2 separate regions of the Pan troglodytes genome follow, and region 2 is linked to region 1. Evidence: chromatin contacts called from public Hi-C data. All regions are on one chromosome and are shown on one strand. Each heading gives the region's core, a stretch centred on a gene start, on an enhancer-like site or on the middle of the called end of the contact. The rest is flanking DNA. Distances are from core to core; before and after follow the strand shown.

The links. Hi-C and Micro-C count contacts between places; a contact is called where the count stands out from the background.
Region 2: a contact with region 1 is called in a Hi-C map of a lymphoblastoid cell line, with 2.9 times the contacts expected there. The contact joins two enhancer-like sites. A contact is called at or near these places in 2 of 7 Hi-C or Micro-C datasets (a lymphoblastoid cell line and stem cell-derived neural progenitor cells).

The regions. Positions count from the first base shown.
Region 1 is chr10:21,371,262-21,377,167 of NHGRI_mPanTro3-v2.0_pri, forward strand. No RefSeq gene overlaps it. Among named protein-coding and RNA genes, the nearest start is that of ATF7IP, 130 kb to the right of the region's middle. Within about 2 kb of position 3,345, at least 7 of the 24 cell types and tissues checked have an H3K27ac peak or open chromatin away from gene starts, as enhancers often do. A contact at or near this core is called in a lymphoblastoid cell line, where this site is marked.
Region 2 is chr10:21,741,664-21,747,569 of NHGRI_mPanTro3-v2.0_pri, forward strand. GUCY2C (guanylate cyclase 2C) reads right to left here. Exons shown (of 27, transcript XM_528746.8): 25 at 4,902-4,996; 26 at 3,142-3,218; 27 at 906-1,567. The coding sequence ends at 1,393. Among named protein-coding and RNA genes, the nearest start is that of PLBD1, 40 kb to the left of the region's middle. Within about 2 kb of position 2,223, at least 4 of the 24 cell types and tissues checked have an H3K27ac peak or open chromatin away from gene starts, as enhancers often do. A contact at or near this core is called in a lymphoblastoid cell line, where this site is marked.

The DNA.
Region 1 (5,906 bases), core at 2,095-4,594:
ATAAGAACCAGTGATAATCCCACCACCCTTCACTGACTCCTTTCTCGGACTCAGCCCACTTGCACCCAAGTGAATAAACAGCCTTGTTGCTGACACTAAGCCTGCTCAGGTGGTCTCTTATATAGACGCGCTTAACATAGATATCATGTGGAAAGCATGTAAATTATAAGAATGTACCGCTTTTGTCTCATTTTATTTCTCCATTTACTGGACGCATTTATGGAAGGCACGTAACAGGTCTTTGTGGGAAGACACGGAAAGAAATCACAAAAGCAATTAAGAGAGCTCAAATAATGGGGTTTATGCAAGTTACATACAAGGATACTGCATACCTCAAAGACCCCAAAGTTTGTAACATCAATTATCAGGAATAAAATTATATAAGGTTACCACCAATAAACTTATTTTACAGTTAAAACAAAAGTTTTTCTCTTTTTTACCTCTGAATTGTTTATTTAAAGACAATTTCAATAGAAATATTTGATTTGGGGGAACTTCTAACCACTAAACAAATAGCAATTATCCTAGTATTGGATCATCTTTGTCTCCTATCACTATCATTTTCTTTCCTATTGCTTTCATTTTTATCTCTTTTCTTAGACATGGTTTAAACATTAATCAAGTTTTAACTTACTTAACACTTGTAACAAGCCTGAGTTAAGTAAGTGCTATCATTATTCTCATTGTTTTGGTCGGGATGAAATGAAAAATATTCAAGCTAGGTAATTTAAGGAGCTATTTAATAAAAGGAGCATCTAAAAGGTATGGACAGAATGTAGGATAACCCCAGAGGACAGCAAAGTGCTCTGGGTTTCACAACATTTAGGTACTGTTATCATCTTTAGGCCTGAAAGATATAGAAAGGATGTAAATACTATTTCCCTAACATAGAGTGAACTATTTTGGTAAGGGCTCTTGTGGGGGATATGACCTTCATTGAAGGGACAGAGCCCTGGGACCTCATAAGAAGGGAGCTGGGGGGATAAACTCTCCAGCTCTACGCTCTTCTTTCTCTTTAATTTCCTTTGAGTGCTTCCCATTGCCCAGACCCAATTTGAAGCTAAAAGTCAAGATAGCTTCTTGATGCATTCCATATAGGTCAGTCTCTACCTCCTAGGACACAAAGCAGAGTAGAGAAGGGTGGATATTGGTCTAGAGGGGCAAAATAAAAGTAGCATAATCACTTTACACTACAGTACCACTACACCATTCTGTCTCCAGCGGTGGGAGGTTAGAAAGGTAGGTAGATAGTCAACTATTTTATGGAGCAAATAGTAAAAATGTATACAGGCCTTTTGCAAACTAACCAAAAAAATAAAAAGAAAAAGAACAGGGCAAAAAATAAAAGCTTTTCATAGGCATATATCATGTTATTTTTGGAAACCACTATTAAGAACTGTAAGCTTCCTTGATTGTTACAGTGCTTAAAAGCATCCAGGAGATGGCAGCATTGGTAAGGTATTTAAAAATCAAATGTTAAAAATATTTTTCACAATTATTATTGATAGATAATGAGCTTCCTAAATGGAATAACGTTTTAAAGTATAGTTGGTCCTGAATAACTAAAAATGCAGAAATACTAAATTATTGTCAAATAATAGCGTGGCTTTATGCAGGTGGTTATTCAAGAGTACAGTCACATGACACATAATGACAGTTCAGTAGATAATGGGACTGAAAATACAACAGATTACAACGGGGCTGAAAAATTTCCATCGCCTAATGAGGCCTAGGATAATGAGTGTGTTTGTGTCTTAGTTTGTTATTTGTTTCTTTTTTCTTTTATTTTCTTTTGAGACCTGGGTCTCGCTCTGTCACCCAGGCTGCAGTGCAGTGGTGCTATCTTGGCTCACTGCAGCCTCCGTCTCTGGGGCTCAAGTGATCCTCCTGCCTCGGCCTCTGGGGTAAGATTACAGGCATGCACCATCACGCTTGGCTAATTTCTATATTTTTTTGTAGAGATGGGGTTTCACCATGTTGCCTAGGCTGATCTCAAACTCCTAAGCTCAGGAGATCCTCCCAGCTCGGCCTCCCAAAGTGCTGGGACTACAGGCGTGGGACTATGTGGCCCGACCTGACAAAAACAAGTTTAATAACTAGAGGCAACTATTCACAAATCATATACAAAGTATCATATGTGAGATGTGGTGGCTTATTAAAATCTAGATATCACAGACATCATATCAGTTATGAGGCAAAAAAATTAATCTGCCCTTAAATGTTATTTCTAAACTGTTTTAATCATTTCCAACATTGAAACATAAATTGTTAAAGATACACATAGATGTCAATATTCTGGCCCAGGTACTTAACTGGGTACAGGAGACAAAATGCTAGAAAAGAATCTGACCTTCTAAACCCTCAGCCTGAGATGGAAACAGACAACTCCATTGAATTACAATTCGATCTGACTCTAATAGCAAGGTGCCATCTAAATGGGAGGGCCAACTTGCCTAACTCCACCTTGACAGACGGGGAAGGCTTCACCAGGGAGGGAGCACGGAGCAGAGATTTTGAGAGATGAGCCTGCGTTTGCCAGGATAACCACAGGGAGAAGGCCACTGCCTGCAGAAAGAGGAGCAGGCGTAGGGGAGGGTAGACATGAAACAGCACACCCTATCCCAATGGTTAACCAGAGGCAATATTGCTCCCGGGGGAGATTTCGAAATGTCTGGTAACATTTTTGCTTGTCACCACTTGAGGAGTGCTACTGGCAGCTAGTGGGTAAAGGTCAGGGATGCAGCTAAACGTCCCACAGTGCACAGACAGCCAACCACGACAAATGAATTATCTGACCTCAAATACTGCCACTGTTGAAAAACTGCTGTAACCGCAAATGGCATCTCTTTGAATGGCAAGGTTACAGAGAGGAATAGAAAAAATGCAGCGATGATCCAGGAACGTTTTCTAAAAGGGGGAGGGGATAAAATTAGGGAAGGTTTATTGACACCCCCCCCAAAAAAAAGAGAAAAAAAGAGAGAAAAGTTTAGATTTTATTGTAAATGTGACAGAGAGCCAGACACAATCAGCTTTGCTTACTAGAAAGATTGCTGTGGCTGTGGGAAGAGAATGGACTGAGATGGCGACGCTGAGAAACAAAGAAAATTGGTATTTTAACAATTTCACTTCTCTTTTCTTTATCAAGGGGAATATCTTACAAATGAAAAAATAGAAGACTGGTAAGAGGAAATTGAAACTCTAGATTGATGTCTAGATTGTAAGAGGGCAAGTAGCTGCTCCAGTGATTTCAAGATTTGTGATGAAGATAAATTAAACTGCCATGTCTGCGCCTCACTTCCTGAATCCCTCCCTCCCACTGGCCTGCACCGCTGCCCCTCCCTCCTGTCTGGCGTGGTTCCTTAAAGCCCTGCATTTGACTCCATACCTTGGCTCCCATTCTTTATTTATCCCACCTGACTGGCAACCCAGATTTGACTTGTTCTTCCAGTTCTGACTTGGAAACTACCCATCAGCCCTTAGCGCAGATGCCGAGGGTTAGAAATGCCCCACTCCTTAGCCCCAGGCACAGTGAGACTAACCCCATAAGGGTGGCGGTGAAGGGGAGGGGAGAGTTTGACAAATCTCCTCCCAAGTGATATGAGAATTTATGGATGAGATTAGCAAAACGATGTTAGTCCAGACATCAGAGTAAGAGCCAAATCCTGTTTCCTACAGTGTCCCCACCCCACCTCTCACCTCTACTCCTACCATCCTGCCCCTCAGTCACCCAGCCCAGCCATGCTGGCCTCCTTCTGCCTCACCAAGTTTGCATTGGCTGATTCTGTCTAGATGAAAAACAGAATTCACTAGAGAGCTTTCATAAAATGCCCGGATCTGACCCTTACATACTTTTATTTTTCCTTCTGGGTTTGGCTTTCTCTTTCTTCTTTCCTTCCCTTGCACTCATATCAGCACCTCTACCCCACCCCCAACTCTTACCACACCCATGTCAAGAACTGGATTTGTGTCTGTCATATTTTCTCCATGTTCACATAGACTATTTAAGTAAACAAGAAAACCCTGAACGAAAGAGAAACATGAGGATGATAGCCCAGCTTTACTCTTCTACCCCTCCCCATCTCCTTACGATCCCTACTAGCTGGACCCAGTTGGAAGCCAGAGAGCAAGGAAGCTCATTGGTGCAGGTCATGTAGGTCAGCCTCTGCCTCCTGGGACACAAAACAGATAAGAGGACCTTGAAGCTAGAGAGGAAAAATAAAGAATAACCTTTTTCCGACCACACAACTTAAGAAACAAAGCACTGGGCATGGTGGCTCATGCCTGTAAACCCAGCATGTTGGGAGGACGAGGCAGGCGGATCACCTGAGGTTGGGAGTTCGAGACCAGCCTGGCCAACATGGTGAAACCCTGTCTCTACTAAAAATACAAAATTAGCTGGGCGTGGTGGCACATGCCTGTAATATCAGCTACTCAGGAGGCTGAGGCAGGAGAATCGCTTGAACCCGGGAGGGTTTCAGTGAGCTGAGATAGCGCCACTGCACTCCAGCCTGGGCAACAGCGTGAGACTCCATCTCAAAAAAAAAAAAAGTTATTTAAATCTTCTGACTAGGCCAGGTACGGTGGCTCACACTTGTAATCCTAGCACTTTGTAAGGCTGAGATGGGAGGACTGCTTGAGCCCAGGAAACCAAGACCAGCCTGGGCAACATAGCAAGACCCTATCTCTGTTTTTTTTTAATTAATATATTTTATAAATTAAAAACATAAAAAATAAAAATTAGCTGAGTGTGGTGCACACCTGTGGTCCTAGCAACTCAGGAGGCTGAGGTGGGAGGATCCCCTGAACCTGAGAGGTCAAGGCTGCAGTGAGCCATGATCATGTCAATGCACTCCAGCCTGGGTAACAGAGTAGGACCCAGTCTCAAAAACAAAAAACAAACAAAAAAAAAACTTCTGGCCTGGTGTGGTGGCTCACACCTGTAATCTCAGCACTTTGGGAGGCTAAGGCAGGAGGGTCACAGGGTCAGGAGTTCAAGACCAGCCTGGCTAAGATGGTGAAACCCCATCTCTACTAAAAACACAAAAAAATTAGCCAGGCATGGTGGCAGGTGCCTGTAATCCCAGCTACTCAGGAGGCTGAGGCAGAGAATTGCTTGAACCCAGGAGGCAGAGGTTACAGTGAGCTGAGATGGTGCCATTGCACTCCAGCCTAGGAAACAGAGCAAGATTCCATCTCAAAAAAAAAAAAAAAAAAAATTCTATGAAAATACAAATATTGCAAACATTTTCTCTCAGTCTACAGATTACATTTTCATTTTGTATGTGGTATCTTTTCATGAAAATAAGTTTTTATTTTGTTTTTTTTTTAAGACAGGGTCTCACTGTCACACTGGCTGGAGTGCAACTGTATGATCATAGCTCACTGCAGCCTCTGGCTCCTGGTCTCAACCAATTCTCTTGCCTCTGCCTCCCAAGTAGCTGGGACTACAGGTATGCGCCAACACACCCAGCAAATTTTTGTTTTGTTTTTGTAGAGATGGGGTCTTGCTTAGTTGCCCAGGCTGGTATCAAACTTCAAGCAATCCTTACACCTTGGCCTCCCAAAGTGCTAGGATTATAGGAGTGAGCCACTGTGCTCCAGTCAGAAGTTTTTAATTTTAATATAGTCAAATATATCAATTCTTTCATTGACTTTAGAGTTTTATTAGAAATGGCTGTTGAAATTTATCAACTATCTTTTCAAAATCTACTTAGATTATTTAAAACTTGATAATATAGGCCAGGCACAGTAGCTCACACCTGTAATCCCAGCACTTTGGGAGGCCGAGGCGGGCAGATCATGAGGTCAGGAGATCGAGACTATCCTGGCTAACACGGTGAAACCCCGTCTCTACTAAAAATACAAAAAATTAGCTGGGCGTGACGGCAGGTGCCTGTAGTCCCAGC
Region 2 (5,906 bases), core at 973-3,472, 370 kb after region 1:
AGACTTTTAGTGCTTGATGTTGTAACTTAGTCACTGGTCTGCTATTGCTTCCTGGTCTGGGGAAGCCTTAAGAGAGTGCTAGAATTTAAAGGTTGTTTAAAAGGAAAAAACCTTTTAGTTGTTTCCAAGTAAGAGGAAGGTTCCACATTAGCACCTGGGCTTTGTGGGAAATCTAACCAGGGATTCAGGCTTTCCTGTGGGTTTTGCCTAGAGTAGGACTGTTGCATCATCCAGTTTTCTCAGTATGGCATCTCTGCTGATTGGAGTACAGAGCAGCTGCAAGATCTGCATGTCAGTTTCAGCAATCAGCACCTCCACTTTTCATCCCCAGTTCACCCCTGGTGTTTCAGCCCACCTGGTACTTGCAATGGTTCATGAGACAGGACCAGAGTGAGCTTCTTGTGAAGATTCTCAGACTGGTAGGGAGATCAAACTTCCATCTCCAGTTCCCTCCTTTTACCTTGTAAACTGTGGGTCTAAGGAAATTATCTGTGAGTGGTGTTATGCCAGCTTGGGGGAGGGGGTGGCGCAGTCTAAAATGAAGTGGGTATTATAATTCATAATTTACTGATGAAAGATCAGGAGCCTGGAGACATGGATTACTTTATAGTTAGAAAAGTGCATGCAGTACAGGAACTTGACTTTTGCCTGGGTCCCATACTTGGATCACTGCCATCCACATTGTTAATTGGACAAGCTGAAGCAACACCTCTGTATAAAGGTCAAAAATTCCCTCATGTGTAGCAAGTGATACTAACCTTCAAGGTTCTCACCCTTGAGCAACAATGCTAGCTTTGCCATACTCCAGTGTGAGTGAATGTAGTCAGTTTTTCAGTAAGCACAAGATGATGTGACTGATGTATTCCAGGAAAATGGGCAAAATAGGTAGAAACGCATACACAGTCTTGGGAAACCTTTAGCTTTTATTCTTGCCTAATATATAGCATATTTTCTGCAAAAATTATGAGTTAAATATACTTTAATGAAGATGGGTATTTAAAATATAATTATGACAATTTAAAAAATCTTATGAATACAGAAGGAAAAAGAGCCAGTAAACAAAAACGATAAAAACAAACAAACAAAAAATAAATGAAATAAGAATAAAATCTTCTCAAGTTCTAGATAGTCTATTCATTTCTTTTCTTTTCCAGGTAGAAGCTCCCTGGAACAACTGCTGGAATAAGGTTCCAGAGTGGAAGGTAGTTATTTCACTGAGAACACACATCTGATTCATGCAAGAAAGTCCATGTTCCAGACAGGGCAGCCAAGCCTAAGTACATTTCTGCTTCATTGAGGTCTCAGGAAAATGTAGGCTTTCAGGACACTTGAGGTCGCTGCCTCAGTGCAGCTGTATTTTAATTTGTGTGAGTCCTTATACCTCATTTAGGTTTAAAAATAGGTGCTCTCCTTGTCTGTGGTATTCAGCTGCAAGTATTCCAGAGTGCCTTTTTTATAGCTGGCTACCCGTCTGGGTTTTTGTCTTCTTATCCCTGCTGCCTGTCTTTTCTGTAAAGAGTTGGCAATCATGTCTGAAAATTCTGCTTGCAAACGCTGTTGATTCTCCCTGGAAACAGAGTGGGAAGAGAAAATAGAACTTCTCAGCAATTCATACAGAATATTCCTTAGCTCCAGAATAATCAGTTCAGTTACTCAGTTACTCTTTGAATGCCTATTCTGTGCTAGACACAGGAAATCCAAAGAATACAAAATGATCCCTGCCTTTGATGAGCTTAAAAAACTGTTATCTCTGCTAGGAAATTAGGCTTCAATTTCAAAGTGAAACAATATGCTGCTGGAATTTGGAGGCATGGTTGGGAGGATCTAGGTTTACATATTGCCACTGCAGGAAGGGGAAAAGAAGCTGGGAGGATGCTAGGCCCCTGCCACACAACCCTGAAAACTCATTGGTCCCACACATACTTAACAGTGTGAGTCTTGTTTGGGGAAGGCTTAGAATGGTGGAGGGGACCACGAGTTTAGAATGGACCTGGAACACTCCAAGTAAGGAGCCAGGTTTCTCATGCCCCAGGGAAGATTTGGGTTGTTTTGGCTTTTCTAGAAGGTTGCCATCTCTCTGGGTCTGCCATCTAGGCCTCTGCAAGACAGAGTTTCTCAACCATAGCAAAAGCCAAGGAAATGGCCATATGGCTGCAGTAACATGTATTGACAGGCAACTGGGTGACAGCTTGAGTCACCTTTAGGAGAAGTGAAACCTGTCAGTTAACCCTGAAACTTTGTCTTCCTCATCTCAGGGAGAACACAGACTTCATGTTAAGACCCAGAACCACAGTCTTGGGGTTGGGGCAGGTCCTGTTTTCATCAGGCAACTCAACAGAAAGATGAAGACAGGAGTGGAATGCAGACAGCCTCTTTGCCCCCAGTATGCTCCACTCTTGTCAGAACAAGACATGCATGACGTGAACTCTAAAGTGTCTTCTGTTCTCCCGAGCAAGCCTGGAACACAACGCTAGCTTTGCCATGCTTTATTGCAGGGCAATATAGTCAGTTTTTCAGCAAGAACAAGATGATGACTGGTACAGTCTAGGAAAGTGGACAGAATAGGTAGAAGCTCATACCCAGACTCAGGAAACTTTAACTCATTCTTGTCTAATATATAGTATATTTTCTGCATAAACTATAAGTTAAGTGTACTTTAATGCAGATAAGGCATTTAAAACATAATTCTGACAGTTAAAAATATCATGAATACAGAGCCAGTAAATAAAATGAAATAAATGAAATAACCAAATCTCCTCAAGTTCTAAATAGTCTGTTCATTCCTCCTCTTTTCCAGGTGGAAGCTCCCTCTTGGGATAAAGGATCCACAGTGGAAAAAAAAAAGGTAGTTTTATACTGAGCCCACACATCTGATTCATGGAAGCAAGTCTATGTTCCAGACAGGGAAGCCAAGGCTAAATACTTTTCTGTTTCATTGAGGTCTCAGGAAAATGCAGGGTTTCAGGATAATCCCCTTCTTGCAGTCTAGGAAGGGAGGTTTCTAAACCTTCTCATGTATAGTCCCTTACTTCTTATGCAATATATGCCACTTGTAAGGCATTTGCCAATTTAAATTGGCTATAACTAACAAAGCCAAGATTTCTAATTTCCTCCCTGTCCCTGCCACACCCAGAAGCTTACACAGTAGGAGGGGTTGGCAGGTTGAATTTCTGGTCCTTCATCCCAGTCAGCCAGTAGGTAGTCTCATTTCCTCTTCCCTGGTAAGACAAAAGAGTTATGTACCACGGAGGCCAAGGAGTCAGTTCAGTTGTAGACCACTGTTCCCATAATGATCTGTTTCTGTGACATGTTTCACTTCCGCATTTCTCATCAGTGCCAATATTTAAGCACATCACACATTCCTGTTATGATTTGCATTATCTCTAGACAGATTTTTATTTCCAAGTGCCTTTTTAAAAATAAGTTTCTCATTCAGCAGACATCCTTTTCTCAAAGTAGAGTTTTCTTTTTTTTCCCCAAAAGACATTTTAAAATATCACTCTAGCAACATCACAAGAACTCTAACTTAAAAAGGAAGAAAATTCATCTACAATTCTGCTACGTCAACAAATCCAACTGGTTGTCATTGTCCATATTTCCTTCTAGCCCTTTTTGCAATAAAGTTTTGCTACAAAACTTCTGCTACAGTTTCCCTATCTTATTACAAACACATGTACATCACAATTAAGAACTCATTAAGTGGCATTTCTGGGGCCCATTTGGAGGCTACGGAATGTATGGAAATTTACTGGAATACTGGAAACTCTGTTTTTGCTAAAGCTGGTATTTGAAAAAGAGATACAAAATACATATGGCCCAAACACAGCCAGTGAACCACTATTTTTTAAAAATGAGTTTAATAATATATATCTATAATATATATCAATAATTTAAAAATGAGTGATTGATATATATATAATTGATATATATTGTTAAACTCATTTAAAAAAGTAGTGGTTCACTGGCTGTGTTTGGACCATAGTAATCCATAAACTGGTTCTATTTTGGGGTAAGTGTTCTTTGTAAAAAATGTATTTATGGAGGACTCAAAAAGCAAGTGTGATGTTAGGACACTTTTACGTAAAAGGAGACTTTTCCAAGGTGCAATCCAAATGTAAAGGCCAGAAGCATTATGGCTACCGGAGACAGGTAACTTACAGTTAATAGCTGGCTTTGCCAGTTGTGAAAAGATTCTAATAACTTTGGAAAAGCAGCCTGAGAAGCATTTGGAGACAACTGATGGCTTTGGAGGGCAGCTGTTTTAAATGTGAGGAACTGCATGAAGAATCTGGAATAGCGATTCTCAAATATTAGTGTGGTCACAAACACATTATCTTGTTAAAAATATAGATTTCTGATCTACACCCACAGAGAATCTTGCATAGTAGGCCTGGTAGAGTGTCCACACATCTGCATTTTAACAAGCTTCCAGATGAGGAAGAGGAGGAGAATGGGGCCACACCTTGTCATTCACTCCTTGTGATTCTAGAGCTTCCGAATAGTAAAGCAACTGGCAAGAGAGGTGACCTCAGATCATAGCAGCGGTGTGTAGTAAGAGTAGGGAAGTAAGTGGGGGGACAAGGGTTTTGATTCAAATTAAATAAGTCCTGGACCAGACTGTATGTAGCTCTTGTGTTTGGAGGAGGAACTGGAGACAAAAACTGGTTATGGCAGAGGAAATGCTGGCAGAGTTCAAAATCTCAAAAGGGCTCTTTGGAGTAAAGGAAAGTTTTGAGTTCACATTTTTTGGTGGTCATTTCTCTTGCAGAGGATGGAGGGTGCTCATCGTGATGAGTACAGAAAAGGATTAGCATGCTCAACTTTCCTGGCCAAGTCTCAAAGGAGGTGGCCCAAGCGTGTCTGAGAGCTTTTCCTATGCATTGTCTCTGTGGACTCCTTACCTTTAAGTATGTTTCTCCTCTCACTTCATAAAGGAACTGGCACTCAGTTCTCTTCAGGATGGCTATGGTGGAGCCACTCACGTGAATTCTCAAAGCTGGAAATGCAAAATAGACAAATAAAAATCTCAGCTAGTACACGGCCTATTTGTTTCCCGTTGATTCAGGATATCAACAACACCTGAGACAAGAATCCTAAATCAAGAAGAAACAATTGTGGCTATTTTAATGAAAGAACACTTAAAAATAACATCAGAGAGATAAGAAATGGTATAGTTTGGATATTTGTTCCTACCCAAATCTCATGTTGAATTTTAATCCCCAGTGCTGGAGTCCTGGCCCCCCACCAGGTGTCTGGGTCACAGGGGTGGATCCCTCATGGCTTGGTGCTGTTTTTGCAATACTGAGTTGTCACAAGATCTGGTCGTTTAAAAAGGTGTGACACCTGCCCCTGCCACTCTCTTTCTTACTCCTGCTTTTGCCATATGAAGTGCCTGCTCCTGCTTTGTCTTTTGCCATGAGTGAAAGCTTCCTGAGGCCTCCCCAGAAGCAGATGCAGGCGCTATTCTTCCCATACAGCCTGCAGAACCATGAGCCAATTAAATCTCTTTTCTTATAAATAACCCAGTCTCAGGTTTTTCTTTATAGCAATGCAAGAATGGCCTCACACAAGAAATATAATCTCACGTGGGAAGAAAGAAGGCCTGGCATCAGTTTTCAGGGCCCTGAGTGATGTGATGGGGATCCCTAGGTTTTTCTCCATAGATTCTCATTCCAGCTCAGAGTAGTAGCCTGCAGGACCTAGTTTTAGATTTGGCTTGTAGTGCCAAGCTTGGGTGTTGGAGTTTGGTTTTGGGTCCCTGTGGAAAAGTTCCAATAAATAGCTAAAGCCTTGTGGGCAAGGTGAAGATTCGGGAGAGTTGAGGGGTCTTGATTTTCTCAAATTTCCTTCTTCTGGAACATTGTTATCCTTTGACAAAAGAAGTGGTAAGGGCACGCCCATTCACA